Regions from separate parts of the Mus musculus genome. Here regions 1 and 3 are each linked to region 2. A link is a contact called in public HiChIP or PLAC-seq data. All regions are on one chromosome and are shown on one strand. The core of a region is the stretch at or near the end of the contact, and the rest is flanking DNA. Distances in the headings are between cores, read along the strand shown. Region 1 has its middle 19 kb from the start of Gm41183. Region 2 holds the start of Dpysl2 (dihydropyrimidinase-like 2). Region 3 has its middle 35 kb from the start of Stmn4.

Region 1 (4,153 bases), core at 936-3,435, 590 kb before region 2:
TCACTTAAAGTCAGTGGACTGCTTCAAGACTGGGGACGGGAGCCCAGTGGCTCTCTTCACATATCAGTGCTTTTCCCCTGAGTCAAATCTTACTTGTTCATATCATGCATTTGCAGTATTCCGATGACAGCCTGAGATTCCGTCATTCTCCTTTAAATAGCCATGTGCACTTGCCTGGTTGGCACGCGGCTCTCACTGGGTGTTAGCATTGGTTACAGGGAGGCTCCTGCAATCCACTATGTCTCACAGCACAGCTACACATCATCATTAACATTGATTGTCACCATTTTCAGGGACCCTGATGATTTCTGTGTCCTGTTGGCTCACAGGATGACATCACCACCAGCTTTTTCTAAAAACTGTCAACACCTTTTCTGTCAGCAATATCCAACAGAAAATATAATGGGAATAAGATTATTTGAAAATAGCAACTAAAAGTAACAGGATCTTTACTCAAGATTTCTTTAAAAGTGTGTGTGTGTGTGTTTACTGAGGATTAAAACAATCATGGTGGCTTGAGTAAAGAATGACACAGCCCTGCCATGTTGGTGCTGCTGCTTGGGAAATTTATGAAACTTCAGGAGCTGGTGCTTTCTCGCCCTGCTGGAGGAAGGCTTTGAGGGTTTATAGCCTTGTCCAACTTCCTGCTTTCTCCCTCTGCTAACTGTGTTCGGACAAAGATGGCCAACAGGCTTCCTGCTCCTGCCACGAGGCCTGCCTACTGCCATGTCTTCCAGACCTAATGCTCACCCACTCCCTTTGGAACCATAAATCAAAAACAAAAACAACAACAACAAAAAAAGCTCCAAAAACTGTCTTCTGTAAGTTGCTGTTGGTCATGTGTTTCATCACAGAAACAAAACAGTAACGAATTCTCTCAAGATCTCATGCACACCGTGCAGGGCTATATTCCCCAAACTATATCTTCAGCCCTTGTCTTTCCATTTTTATTTTGGGTCAGAGTCTTCATAAATTTCCTAGGCTGGCCTGAACTTCAGATCTTCCTGCAAAACTCCCAAGGAGCTACTATCACAGGTGAGCCCCACCGTGCCTCGCCAAATTAAATTCTAAAGCCACAACAAAGCCTTACTGGAACGTTTAAAGCAACATCTCAGAGCAAGTAGATGTGGTGCTAAAATGCCCAGACGCTTTGAAGTCGAAAAGGTGATTTTAATTTAACTGGAAATAACATGAAAAGGTCAACAAGATATTTTAGAGAAATGATCATCTTATTATGATTGTATCAAAGGAAACATTTAGCTGTGTACAAAAGATCCATTCTTTTTTTCCTTTCCCCCAAAAGATCTATTTTCCCCCTAAAAGATCTGTTCTTGTTCATTTCCTATTTTAAACAAGGAAGTTGAAAAAAATCCAATTAAATATCCAAGAGTAGGGGAAATAGTTAAATTATTCCTTATACTGGAATATGGGGCCACTTAATAAAAACTAAGAATATTTCAAGTCAGGAGAAAATGGTTATTTGAATGTAGCAAATATTCAGTAATAATAAGTGTGCTGCCAAATTAATTGGGATTGAAGGGAAGAGACAAAACTGTTATAATGGATCTGTTGTTGCTTTTTCAATCCAGACGTTTTCAATTTAATTATCTATTATTTAGCAGACCCATCGATGAGGCTCTCAGCATCACCATACCCGGATACCCTGGTTCTGTTTAAGAGTTGTCTATGCATGGTTTTTGCTCTTTCTCCTTTTCCCCTACTGCCCTTGGCCATTATGCTCTTAGTTGAGAAATCACTATGTCTTGGGCCAGAAAAAGATAACCAGAACTAAACACCAGAGCCCGGGACTGGGAGGTTAAATGGTGGCAGGTGGCCTTGAGACAGCTGGGCTTTAAGGCTGTGAGGGGACAGCCTGGACACCAGTTAGAGGGGCGGGTCCATTGCAGAGGCCCAGAAAGGAGGGGCTAGGAGGGCAAACAAAAGAAACAACCCCGGGTGGGCGGGGGCACCTGAAGAAAAGCACGGTGCAGACCCTTCCACCCCCATCCAAGAACCCGAGGCTGGAAGAGGGGCGGGGCCGCCGCTGGTCACCATCAGCTCTCCCAACACAGGTTACAGCGACCTGATCTACGTTGTGGGTGTCCATCCCCACAGAGCCGCCCACGCCACAGCTACTCAAGTGGCCCAGAGGCCTCACCAGGGCTTAGTGAGCAGGAACGCCATTATTGGCTGCAGCTACTAGCATGATGTCATCATCACCCAATCTGAAGTCAGTGCCCCTCCCCAGGCTAGGGAATTAATTAGGAGTTAATTAACTCTTCCTGCAGAGTCTAGTAGAGTGCCAAGGTTTTGTAAGGATTTAGGGTGTGAGTGTGTGTGTGCACACGCGCGTGTTCTCGTGCGCGCGTGTTAAGACATAACTGTATTCAGGAGATTGTTGAAAGGATAATCTAGGATATTATTAACCGTTTTGTTCTACTTTGTGTGTGTTTGTTTTTGGTTTTGTTTCGTTTTGTTTTTGAGACAAGGCCTTGCTGTGTGTAGCCCATTGTAGCCTAGAACTCAAAATCTTTGCAGCTCACCTTTCCAAGAGCTGGGATTACTAGAGTGCGCCTCTACTCCCAGCCTGCAGTGAAATATGTTAAGCTCTTTTCTGTATTTAAACGCAAACGTGTGAGGTGCCTTACAGAGGTGCCTCATGCTTCTGGCAGCCTCTTAACTCTGCATTTACTGTGAGAAATCTCCTTTGCATTTATTCTTTAGATTCCTGGTAGTTAGTTGATGCGAAACGGGCATTCCGTAGGTTCACACACCACATCCAGTGTATAAACGTGCGCGGTCAATGTTACTTGCTGCAAAGAACTGAGCCACATGTGTGATGATTTATTTTATTTTATTTTTTTATATACTAGGATGAGTGTTTTAAAGTAGGCTGAAATGAACACAGTTGTGGATTTATTACACTGTAGGATGCCTGACCTTAATTCCTTTAAGATCAATTTCTAGAAGACAAACTTGTCATAGATGAAAATACTTGTTGCCATGAGCTGGGGACCCAGCAGTAGCCCAGCATAAGCAGGTCCTAAGGTTGATCCCGGGCAAACAAACCAAAACAACATGAACAACAAACAGGAAAGGGAAGAAAGCGCACGTCACCAGGCTGCTTTGGAAACTTACAATCCATGAGCACCTCTGATTCTCCACATGGTAATCAAATTTGAGATTATCTTTGATCATCTCGGGTATGATGAGAGCCCATGTGTAAGTTTTAGCTCTTCCTTTCCGTAATTCCCAGGATTTTGGCTGTTGTGAGCCTCGGTCAGTCTCCTAGCGATTCCCTGAATTCTCTTTGCCCTTTGCCTGCTTTGGTACCAGTCAGGATGCCTCGGCGCCCTGTGTCATTAGGGCACCTAAATGTGTCTCCTTTTTTCTTTGTGTCACACTGTATGTATAGCATATTCCCTTGCAAGATCACAGCCGACCTTGCTGTTAAGTCTGTGGCCACTTTTAAAATATCTTTTTTTTTTTTTTTTCACTTTACATCCCGATCACTGCCCTCTCTTCCCAGTCCCCCTTCACACAGTTCCTCCCCCCCCACTTTTAAAATATCTTACATGATTATTAGTCAATCCAATTAGTTTCTTCCTACAATTTTAAGTTTTAATTAATTTTTGTTAAAGTAATTAAGGTTTTAGTTAAGAGTTTTTAAAGATTTCCTTATGAAAAAAATTTAAATTAATAATACTCACTTGGGCACAAAGTGAATGTTCAAGGGAGAATACTGGGAAGTTCCTCTAGCTCCTGTATCTTTATTCTAACAATAGCAATCATTACTACTGGTTTGTTGTGTTTCTCCCCCCCACCCCCCGAGGTAAAGTTTTATGTCAACTTGGCACAAATTAGAGTCATTTTGGAAGAGGAAATCTCAACTTAGTGTGGGCAAGCCTGCATGTGATGCATTTTCTTGGTTGATGATCCATGTGGGCGGACCCAGCTCGTGTGAGCAGTGGTACCCCTGGCCTGGCATCCTAGGTGCTATAAGAAATCAGACTGGGCATAAGGGAGGCTCCCAGGAATCAGTGCAGGCGACCTCAGCAGAAATACCTAACAGTTGGGATTTGGAACCCAAAGAGACTACCTCCAGAAGCCAGACATGACCCTCAGCAGAGGCATGGGAACACCAACCCACCTA
Region 2 (4,271 bases), core at 760-3,259:
ATAAATAAATAAATAAAGGAAATAGTCTCCTCACCTCTGCTGCCTCCTTTGGCAAGAAGTGATTCTAAAGAAAGTAAAAAACTAGATTGCTCTGCTGTGTCAGGAAAGCGGGCAGCTGTGCCCCAACCATTGCCCCCAGAGCTGTTCTCTGAGGATTTCTCTGTAGCACACAACCTGAATGCTGGGCAAGCCCCCAGTGAGCATGTGCAGAACATCCCCCAACTTCTCCAGTGGCTGTCTGAAAGGAAGCGCCTTTAGGACTAACCTTCCTCTTGCCCTAGAAGGGAAGGCACACAGGATTCAATATAAAGTCATTCATAGATTGGTTTCTTATCTTCACCGCGAGCATGGGAGAGAAGCAGCAACCAAGCGTAAGACGCTGTGCAGTGTAAACGATCAGTTGAGGCATTAAAGCTGTGAAAAAATATTATACGAGCATAAATGTCACCCTGAAATGGAGGGAAATGTGTGTGAAAAGACCCCTGGGCTTGAAACGTGCCCTGCTGGGGATTACTGGACCATGTCAAACATTTTCCTTGACGAAGGATAGCCAAGCTAGCCTTCTTTGTCTCACCATTAACACAATCAGGGAGTCTTGCCTTCAAATGTGAGTCCTCCCTTCCCACCCTCATTTTTCCTTTCCTTTTTAGTTCTTTGAATATAATTCGCGTAGTCTCTCCCCATTCCCAAAGTGCTTCCCTTACAGCGCTGGGGAAGCGCTCTGAGAAGCCCTTGCCGAGACACTTAGCAGAACTTTGTTCTCTACATGGGCTATCTAGCTTTTCTCAGTGACATCACAACCTCCCGGACTCTTCACTGGCTGCTGAACACAGTCCAGGCAATGGTAAGAGGCTCCGGGCGCTGGCCGTGGTCCTGACCTCCTAGCTCAGAACCATGGTGCTGAGCGCACTAGAGGCGGGGACCTTGCCACACTGAGTAGCCATGTAAGCCCTTGTCCCTACAGACCCCAAGGGAATCCTCTAGTCTTCACTGCAGCCTTCCACTGCTCTCTTTGAGCTGCATCAAAAAAGGGTGGGGCTCTGAGCCGCAGCTGCAATCGGATGCCGCCCGGGAGGATTTAAGAACAGCACAGTGGTCCACCCCAATCGCCACTCGACGCCTCCAGCCCGGGGATCAGCTGGTCCCTGACGCGGGTTCCCCACCTCCCAGGGACAAGGAGGCTAGGGCAGCCTTTGTGGGAGCTCAAACGCCCACTGGCGAACCCGTGCCTCGCCGCACCCTGCGCGGTGAAGGGGTGGGCAGGGCGCGGTGCGCGTGCAGATGCGGGAGGCAGAGCTCTTGGTGCCGCGTGCTGGCTGGTGCTGGCTGCCACGCGGGGATGCTCGGTCCTCCGCGACAAGCCAGGGGGCAGCCCCGCGCTCCGATCCCACCCTCCACCCCCATACCAACCTGATCATAGATGTTCTGCAGGGCTTCCTTGCCCGAGGCCCGCCGGATCTCCACCTTCCGGCTCGATTCAACAGATGGCTCCCCACTGGCACGCCGGCTCTGCCGGTGCGGGTCGGGGCCCAAGTGGGCGACATCGCGCTGCTGAGCCACCACTTGCCCCGAGCCCCGGCCCACTGAAAGCGAGTCGAAGTCGATGGTCTTGTTCTCCGAGGACCCTTCCACAGGGCAGAACATGCCGCAGAATTTCTGCCGCGGCTTGGGACTGCCGGAGCCCAGGTTTTTAAAAAAGGCAGGGACCTCTTCGTCCTCTGCTGCCTTTCCAGATTGCTTTCTCTCGGCCATGGCTCAGGGGGCGCTGGGGAAGGTCCTGTCTGTTCGTCCGTCCGTCCGTGGTTTCCTAAGTCTCCCTAGCTGGGTGTGCACTAGCCTCTTGCTGCCGCCGCGGCTGCCTCTCCCTGCCTACCGCAAGGTGCACAGAAAGGATGGAGAGCTGGCGAACCGGCGACCCACCCCTCGCGGTCCCTCCTCCTGACCCCGCTTTCTCCCTCCCTGCCCACGCCCCCCGGCGCCGCCACGCCACCTCCGAGCAAAGTTGGATCTGAGCGGGCGGTCGCTGCGGCAGAGGATGCCAGTTCCCGGCAACGCGGGGCGGGGCGGAGTGGGGCGGGGCAGGAGGAACGCAGGATCAGGAGGGAGGGGACAAGGAGGGAGAGGACCCAGAAGGAGGAGACGGAGAAGGGAGGGTACGAGGGGGTGGGGGGCGCCCGGAGCCTGCGCCCCGGAAGTAAAGCGGACACTCCACCCGCTAATGGACGCGCGGCAGCCGCCCGACAGACCTCTCTCGGCGCCAGGGTGAGTGTCGGATAGCTATAGCCGGGCAAGGACCCGAAGGCTCAGACCCTAGTCCAGAGCCCCTCTCCCCGACCTGCCTCACTGCATTGCTAAGGTGGCCCTGGGGCTCCCCTGGCCTCGGGTGAGAGCTGAGGGTTGAGGGAGCCAAGGTTCAAGCCTGAAGGCTCTTGGAAACTGGGCAGGGGTGACCCTGGAAACAGCAAAGTCTACTCCGGGATAACCAAGTATCCGGCACCAATGCTTCAGTTTACCCACGACCTGGGCGCCAGGGCGCGCACTGCAAGGAGCAGAAGGAAAGGAGAATGTTCTCCCTGCTTGCAGCCCCTGTGGTTGGGAGGTGGGGCTCACAACATGGCGGGGGCGAAAAAGCAGAGGAGCATAGCAAATGCAAGCGGTGACCGGGGGAGAAAGCAGCAAGCCTGCGGTGCGGGGGGGGGGGGGGGGGGCATAGTAAAGAATGCAGACTGAGGATTGCGCTTCAGCATAGAAACTGGGGACCCGTAACATCATCTGAAAAGGCCATGCCCTGCACATCAGCCATTGCCTCAGAAAAGGCTCAGAAGAGTCCTGGATTTGATATCTCCAATCCCTCAAAACACACACACACACACACACACACACACACACACACACACACACACACCCAAAACGGAAAATGGTTGGGGACTAAGCAGACTGAAGCACACTCATCTTGCTTTCAAGTCGCCCCGCCTAGCTTCCCCGCCCCTGTTGCACGCTGCGCAGGAGGCCCGGGAGTTTGCCAGATGTTCCTTCTCTAGGGCCGCAGCGGTTTGCATGGAGGGTAGAGGTAGATTGCTGTTCAGGGGAGGGTTACATGCTGTGTGAGTTGTGGGCAGCCAAAGTGTGGGGATTTGGAGTGTGTGCGCGCGTGCACACGGTTCAGCCACGACCGCCAGGTTCGAGGCTTTTCCTTGCTTAGTCCCACCTCCTGGTCCTGGCTTGGTTGCATTTAAGCCCCTCCTGTTTTTCCAGAGTGGCTGAAAGCTGCAAAAGTGTTGCCCATCCTTTAGGGGTTCTGGAGCGAGATCTGAGCATGCTCACTAAGATGGATGGGTTTGGTCTAGGAGAGGCAGTTTACTGCAGCGTGTTCTCACAGGGCGTTGTGACCAAGAAATCAGTCCCATTGTCAGCCTTTGCTTAGGTAACGATTGCTTGCAGATATCAACGCCCCCAGTTGCCCGAGATAGCTTGATTGATGGAGTCATAATTTGTGCGCACACACACACAATCCTGTAGGAGCCGAAAGGAGGGCCTATGGACCTTAGCACCAGAAATGCTTGGAATTTTCTTATAAAGTGTCCATTGGAATTGTCAATGCCACACTAAAGCCCTGAGGTCTTTCATCCTCCCTGCCTTCCAAGTTAGGACACCAGTTTATGAGTCATTACGCCTAAAGTCATGTGTCTAGTTGTCCAGGCCTTTGCCCCAAGAGCCTGGTTCCTTCAACAGGTTATCCTATAGGCCTCTTTAGTGAGAAAAGTACAAAATCCTTGCATTCTTCCATACCCAAGCATTTCCCTGGTGGTTCTTTTGTACATCAAGGGTGTTTCATTTACAGTCTTAAAATCTTTTTTGGTTAACCTTCATTTATGTATATGGATGTTTTGCTTGAATGTTTGTACATGCACTGTGTACAGGCCTGGGGCCATTGGCGGCCAGACAAAAGTGCCAGATTCCCCTGGAATTGAAGTTACAGAGTAAGCCAACTTGTGGGTGCTAGTAACCAAACCTGTGCATTTCACCACTAAGCAATCCCTCCAGATGTGTGAGGCCTTAGTTAATTGAAGAGCAACCCTTGTAGGTATGGTTACCATTGGGTTAAAGGTCTCAAAGGCTAGCAGATTTCAGCATGACAATTTTTCTGTGAATCTGGACATTTGGTGTTTTTTGTTCATTTGTTTGTATTTGTCTTTTTTGTTTGTTCGTTCGTTTTCTGTTTGTTTCGGTTTTTCAAGAGAGGGTTTCTCCGTGTGACAGCTCTGGCTGTC
Region 3 (4,490 bases), core at 869-3,368, 530 kb before region 2:
AGAAATACTGACATTAGAGAATGCTGCACATCAGAATTCTGACATGCATAGGAATCAACATAGAAAAAACCAATTTTAACCATTGTGTAATACAAATTCAGAAATGTTTTTACTACAGAGGAAACAGGAGAAAGAATAATAACAAAATAAAGAGAACATATGTTAATAGTATCATTTTTCGATAGATGATAGGACTTTATCCTAAGCGAATAAGCATCCAGGGGAATTTATGGGCATTCCTCCCCACCACCCCAGGGCTCCGATTTTTAATTTCCCTAAGCTGGTCTGTGACAGTCTGGTGTATCTTCATATCTGATAATCACACTTAGCAGTTTTCTAGACACATTTTGCCATTTAAGTTTATGCAGTAGGGTCTTGCTACATCTCACAGGCTTATCTGCATCTCACTCATCAGGTGGCTTTCAATGCCAGTTCCTCCCTGTCTCAGCCTCTCAAGTGCAGGGGTTGCAGGTGAGGGTCTCCCCAGCTTCTACACTGCCATCTTAAAGCAAGTTGACAGTATTTAATGCACTTAAAGCAGGTCTCTGCTAGGAGTTCACACGGACTCCAATACATTTCTTAATATCAAACACATGTGTTTTCACATTCAAATTTTTATGTTCCCATCTCAGCTTTCTATCATGCTTTGAAGATTTGTCACTGTTTCCAGGACCCTTACTTTTATTAAGATAAGAACGGAAGTTTATTTTTGTAAAAATTACACACAGTCACTTTCCCTCGTGACCCCTCGTTCCCCCAAACCTCCCCCACTCCCTGAACCCCTTTTCTGGAGTTGATGATTGTTCATCTTGCTTTATTTTCTTGGCTTTGACTTTGGACCCCAGAGATCACAGGGAGCTAGCGCAGTACAGGAATATGACCAGCAGGTGGCGTTCGTACTGTTTCTACTACGGGAACCGCCCAGAATTCTCCAGGACAAATTTGCACAAAAGAGGCGACTGCAACCATAGCTGTTACAGTTGGTAATTAGGGATAAGGTTGCCATGGTGACGAGGGGTCTTGGGATGTTTATAGCTTTGCAAGAGCTGATGCCAATGAGCTATCGGATTGCTTCTTCCTTTGATGGTAATGGCAGGCAAACTGAGGTCATGCAAATGCTGTATGGTGCAGCCTGCTTAGGAAGCTATTCTGCTGCTGTTGTTATTTATGGGATAAAAGTATCCTGTTGAGAGAAACACACACACACACACACACACACACACACACAATTTGTATGCATGCACACAAGTGCACCATATTTATCTGACTTGTTTACATTTTCTGTATGTTTTATCTCCATTCCCCACATTTCTCAATGTGGTTTTCATTAAAATTCTCTGAGAAGAAAGGCTCCATTCATCTGACAAGCTCGGGAAATATTGCATGCTCATGCTTTAGAGGTTCACAGTGTACTTGAGCCAGAACGTCTTTGGATGTCCTATTTCACCTCCACACGCTCATTTGCCTCGTAAACCCACTTAAACAGACAATTCATTAACTCTCTCAGCTAATCACTCCTCATCTTCTCCTCAAGACGTTAATAGACATTCATTAAGTGTAGGTTTCCTTGTAGCCTTGCGCTCACATAAGTCTCTCCAGCAAGGCGTGGAGCTCTGATAAGCTAGCCTGTCAAAGGCTGTGTGGCCAAGACTCAATGGTTATTAATGGCTGCCTATGAACTCCTAAGAAATGGTTTCCAATTGAGCTATGTATCCATGGATACCACAGACTGAAATTATTCATTGTTAATGTCTTTATCCATCCATAAATTTTATTGGGTAAATGAGGCCACGCCCCAGACATGGCCCACAGCATTAATAAGTCATTTGTAGGTTAGCATAGTATTATTTTACATCTTGTCACATCGTTTCTGATGCTTTAAATTCAATCTTCTGCTAGTGTATTTTCCCCAGAGAGGCACCTCCTCTCCCATGAATAACCTACTTGTGATTGATCATAAAACAGAACTTATTAAAAGAGATTTTTAAAAACAACAACAAAAAAAAGGACTGAGAATTTGCTCACACATACTGCCTCTCGGGTGGGGGAGGGGAGTCACCCTCCCTGCACTTCATTGTGAAAAGGGAGGTCTGGTCCTCTCAAACTGTGGAAAGAACAATTGCCCTAGTCCACTAGGGCAGTGGCTGCCAACAGCTTTAGGAATGCACCAGTTGACACTCTTGGCTAGGCTGATAATGTTTTAGACCCACTCCAAATGTTGAAGGCGTTTCCTGTGACTTACCCCTCTTTACACTCCGGAAGGCCACTGGATTTTATTGCTAGGGGACCATGAGAGGAGCAGGAACATTTAAAAGACAGGCAACAGTAACCAAGTGTCCAGCTCCTTGTCAGTCACTTTGCTATTTATTGAATCCTTGATTAAGTTTAAGCCTTAAAGCCCACTAGATGGGTTTTACCAGCCCCATTTTACCAAGAAGAGATGAAGGCTGGAGGTGCCTTGCCTCATATGGGACAACTTGTAAAGTATAAATAAGGGGACATTTTTTGACTCTAGGTTTGTCCAAATCCAAAGTCAAACAAAGGCAGCAATATTTGTACAAGAATCAAATTATCCTCAAAAGAAATAAGGAGGAGGAAGAGGAGGAGGAGGAAGAGGAAGAGGAAGAGGGAAGAGGAGGAGGAGGAAGAGGAAGAGGGAAGAGGAAGAGGAGGAGGAGGGAGAGGAAGAGGAGGAGGAGGAGGAAGAGGAAGAGGAGGAGGAAGAAGAGGAGGAGGAGACCTAGGAGGAGAGGATCAGCTTGTTTCTTCCATGGGAGGTACATAATTAGTCAAAAGGGGAGGGTCCCTGGCTCTGGCCAACCCCTACGGTCTTCCACAACAGCCACTGTTCTATTTACCATTTGTGTTAGTTCCCTTTCCCGTTGCTGTGATAAAATACCCCAGCAAAGCAGTTTAAGGAAGTAGGGTCTGTTTTAGCCCTCACCTCCAGATCGTGGCCTATCACTGCAGGGAAGTCTGGAAGGCCGGAACTTGAGTTTGATAGTCACATTAGTAGTCATAGTCCAAAGCAGAGGGGAAGGACCGAAGGCATAGGTGCCACTGCTCAGCACACTTCTTCCTTGCTTACAGTCTCAGATTTCAGTCAGAGAATGGCCCCACCCCCTGTGGGCGTGTCTTCCTGCCCCATGCAATAAAGATAATCTCCATAGCACGCCCATCTTCCAGGTGACTTTAGACTGTCAAATTGACAATAAACACTGCCTGCTGTTGTTCCAAGCGTTTACTCCGTTACCAACTTGTCCCGCTTCTGTTGTGTGGGCTGAACTTGTATTGGCATTTATTCATATTTTTTAAAAACCCCTTCAGTCAATTTTACACTCATGGGTTCCTTTCGATCAAACCTCCAGTTATTTTAAAAGCTGGCAATTGCCGTCTACTTAGGATCTTTTCATTACCCATGACAGTTTGTCTTAGATTTCACTGATAATCAATGAGCTGCTCTTTTAAATACTTAGTGGATCAAATTAACGGCTTTAATTAACAACCTACATGAAAATCAATGACCTCCATATTCAGCTATTCCAAGTTTATCTGACTTGTTAGTCAGTAGGACAACACTTGCTTTTTGTTTTGTAACATGTATATTCCTTTAGATCACCGCACCTCAACCTTGCTAATGCTGCTACCCCCTTAATACAGTTCGTGCTGTAAGTGACTCCCCACCATAAAAATATCTCATTGCTACTTCATAACTGTAATTTTGCTACAGTTATGAATCATAGTGTAAATATCTGATATGCAGATGGGCTTAGGTGCCTTGTGAAACGGTTGTTCTACCATCAAGGGGTCCTGACCCACAGGTTGAGAATGGGTCCTTTGCATGTAGCTTTCAGATTTTATACAAACAACTCCCAACACGAATCAGGAAGACATCTGGGTCTTTCATCTCAATCCCTAATCATTGAGCTGCTCACATGGCTCTTTCTGTAGAAGACACTCAGTTCCTGCTGTTACCGGCAGTTAAATATTGATTAAATAAATCACGACATCTGTTACCTATTTCTGTTTGCTCTGCTTTCTGGTCCCAGGTTGGGATTGCTAGTTCCTGTGGTCTCCGGGAAAAGAAAGTTCTTTCTTTGTAGGCTTAGTTTTCTCCTTCCTTCTACCAAAACGTTTTGCTGGCAGTGAGTGACCCTGTTCTAGCTCAGGCATCTGAGTACAGCCATGGCCTCTGAGTACACAGTGCCTACCTAGTCAAGCGGTGGAGTCTCTCCAGTCCTCTTTTCTTAAGTTCCCAGGAGTCATCACCCTTCTAAGCCCTTCCAGGTTTTCCAGCTAAGAGTTAAGCACACAGCTGCTGTTTCCCAAATGACTACCGGCTTTCTCGATTTAATCCAGACACTCCCTTCTGGTCACCGCCTGGCTTTAGGCAGACATTGGCTCCCTTGAGCAGCAGAGCTACTGCTTTCTTTGGCAGCCGCCATTGCTCCTGGAAAGTGGCTGATAAGGGTGCTTCCTTAGAAGATCCG

Evidence for each region. HiChIP or PLAC-seq counts read pairs in DNA pulled down with a chosen protein or histone mark.
Region 1: an H3K27ac HiChIP or PLAC-seq map of embryonic stem cells shows a contact between it and region 2, with 3 times the contacts expected there. The contact joins the enhancer-like site here to the promoter of Dpysl2 in region 2. A contact is called at or near these places in 5 of 39 promoter capture datasets (the C10 cell line, liver, maxillary cranial neural crest and 1 more), 3 of 115 datasets of contacts at active chromatin or transcription factors (astrocytes and embryonic stem cells) and 2 of 9 other capture datasets (embryonic stem cells and macrophages).
Region 3: an H3K4me3 HiChIP or PLAC-seq map of embryonic stem cells shows a contact between it and region 2, with 6 times the contacts expected there. The contact joins the enhancer-like site here to the promoter of Dpysl2 in region 2. A contact is called at or near these places in 2 of 39 promoter capture datasets (embryonic stem cells and hippocampal neurons), 3 of 484 Hi-C or Micro-C datasets (bone marrow-derived macrophages and embryonic stem cells), 6 of 115 datasets of contacts at active chromatin or transcription factors (embryonic basal ganglia, embryonic forebrain, embryonic stem cells and 2 more) and 2 of 9 other capture datasets (adipose tissue and embryonic stem cells).

What each region holds. Positions count from the first base shown.
Region 1 is chr14:66,322,971-66,327,123 of GRCm38.p6, forward strand. No RefSeq gene overlaps it. Among named protein-coding and RNA genes, the nearest start is that of Gm41183, 19 kb to the right of the region's middle. Within about 2 kb of position 2,186, at least 182 of the 459 cell types and tissues checked have an H3K27ac peak or open chromatin away from gene starts, as enhancers often do. A contact at or near this core is called in astrocytes, embryonic stem cells and stem cell-derived epiblast-like cells, where this site is marked.
Region 2 is chr14:66,909,032-66,913,302 of GRCm38.p6, forward strand. Dpysl2 (dihydropyrimidinase-like 2) reads right to left here and starts at 2,010. Exons shown (of 14, transcript NM_001378767.1): 1 at 1,411-2,010. The coding sequence starts at 1,752. It overlaps Pnma2 (paraneoplastic antigen MA2), which reads left to right and starts at 2,177. Exons shown (of 3, transcript NM_175498.4): 1 at 2,177-2,262.
Region 3 is chr14:66,377,148-66,381,637 of GRCm38.p6, forward strand. No RefSeq gene overlaps it. Among named protein-coding and RNA genes, the nearest start is that of Stmn4, 35 kb to the left of the region's middle. Within about 2 kb of position 2,119, at least 57 of the 459 cell types and tissues checked have an H3K27ac peak or open chromatin away from gene starts, as enhancers often do. A contact at or near this core is called in bone marrow-derived macrophages, embryonic basal ganglia and embryonic stem cells, where this site is marked.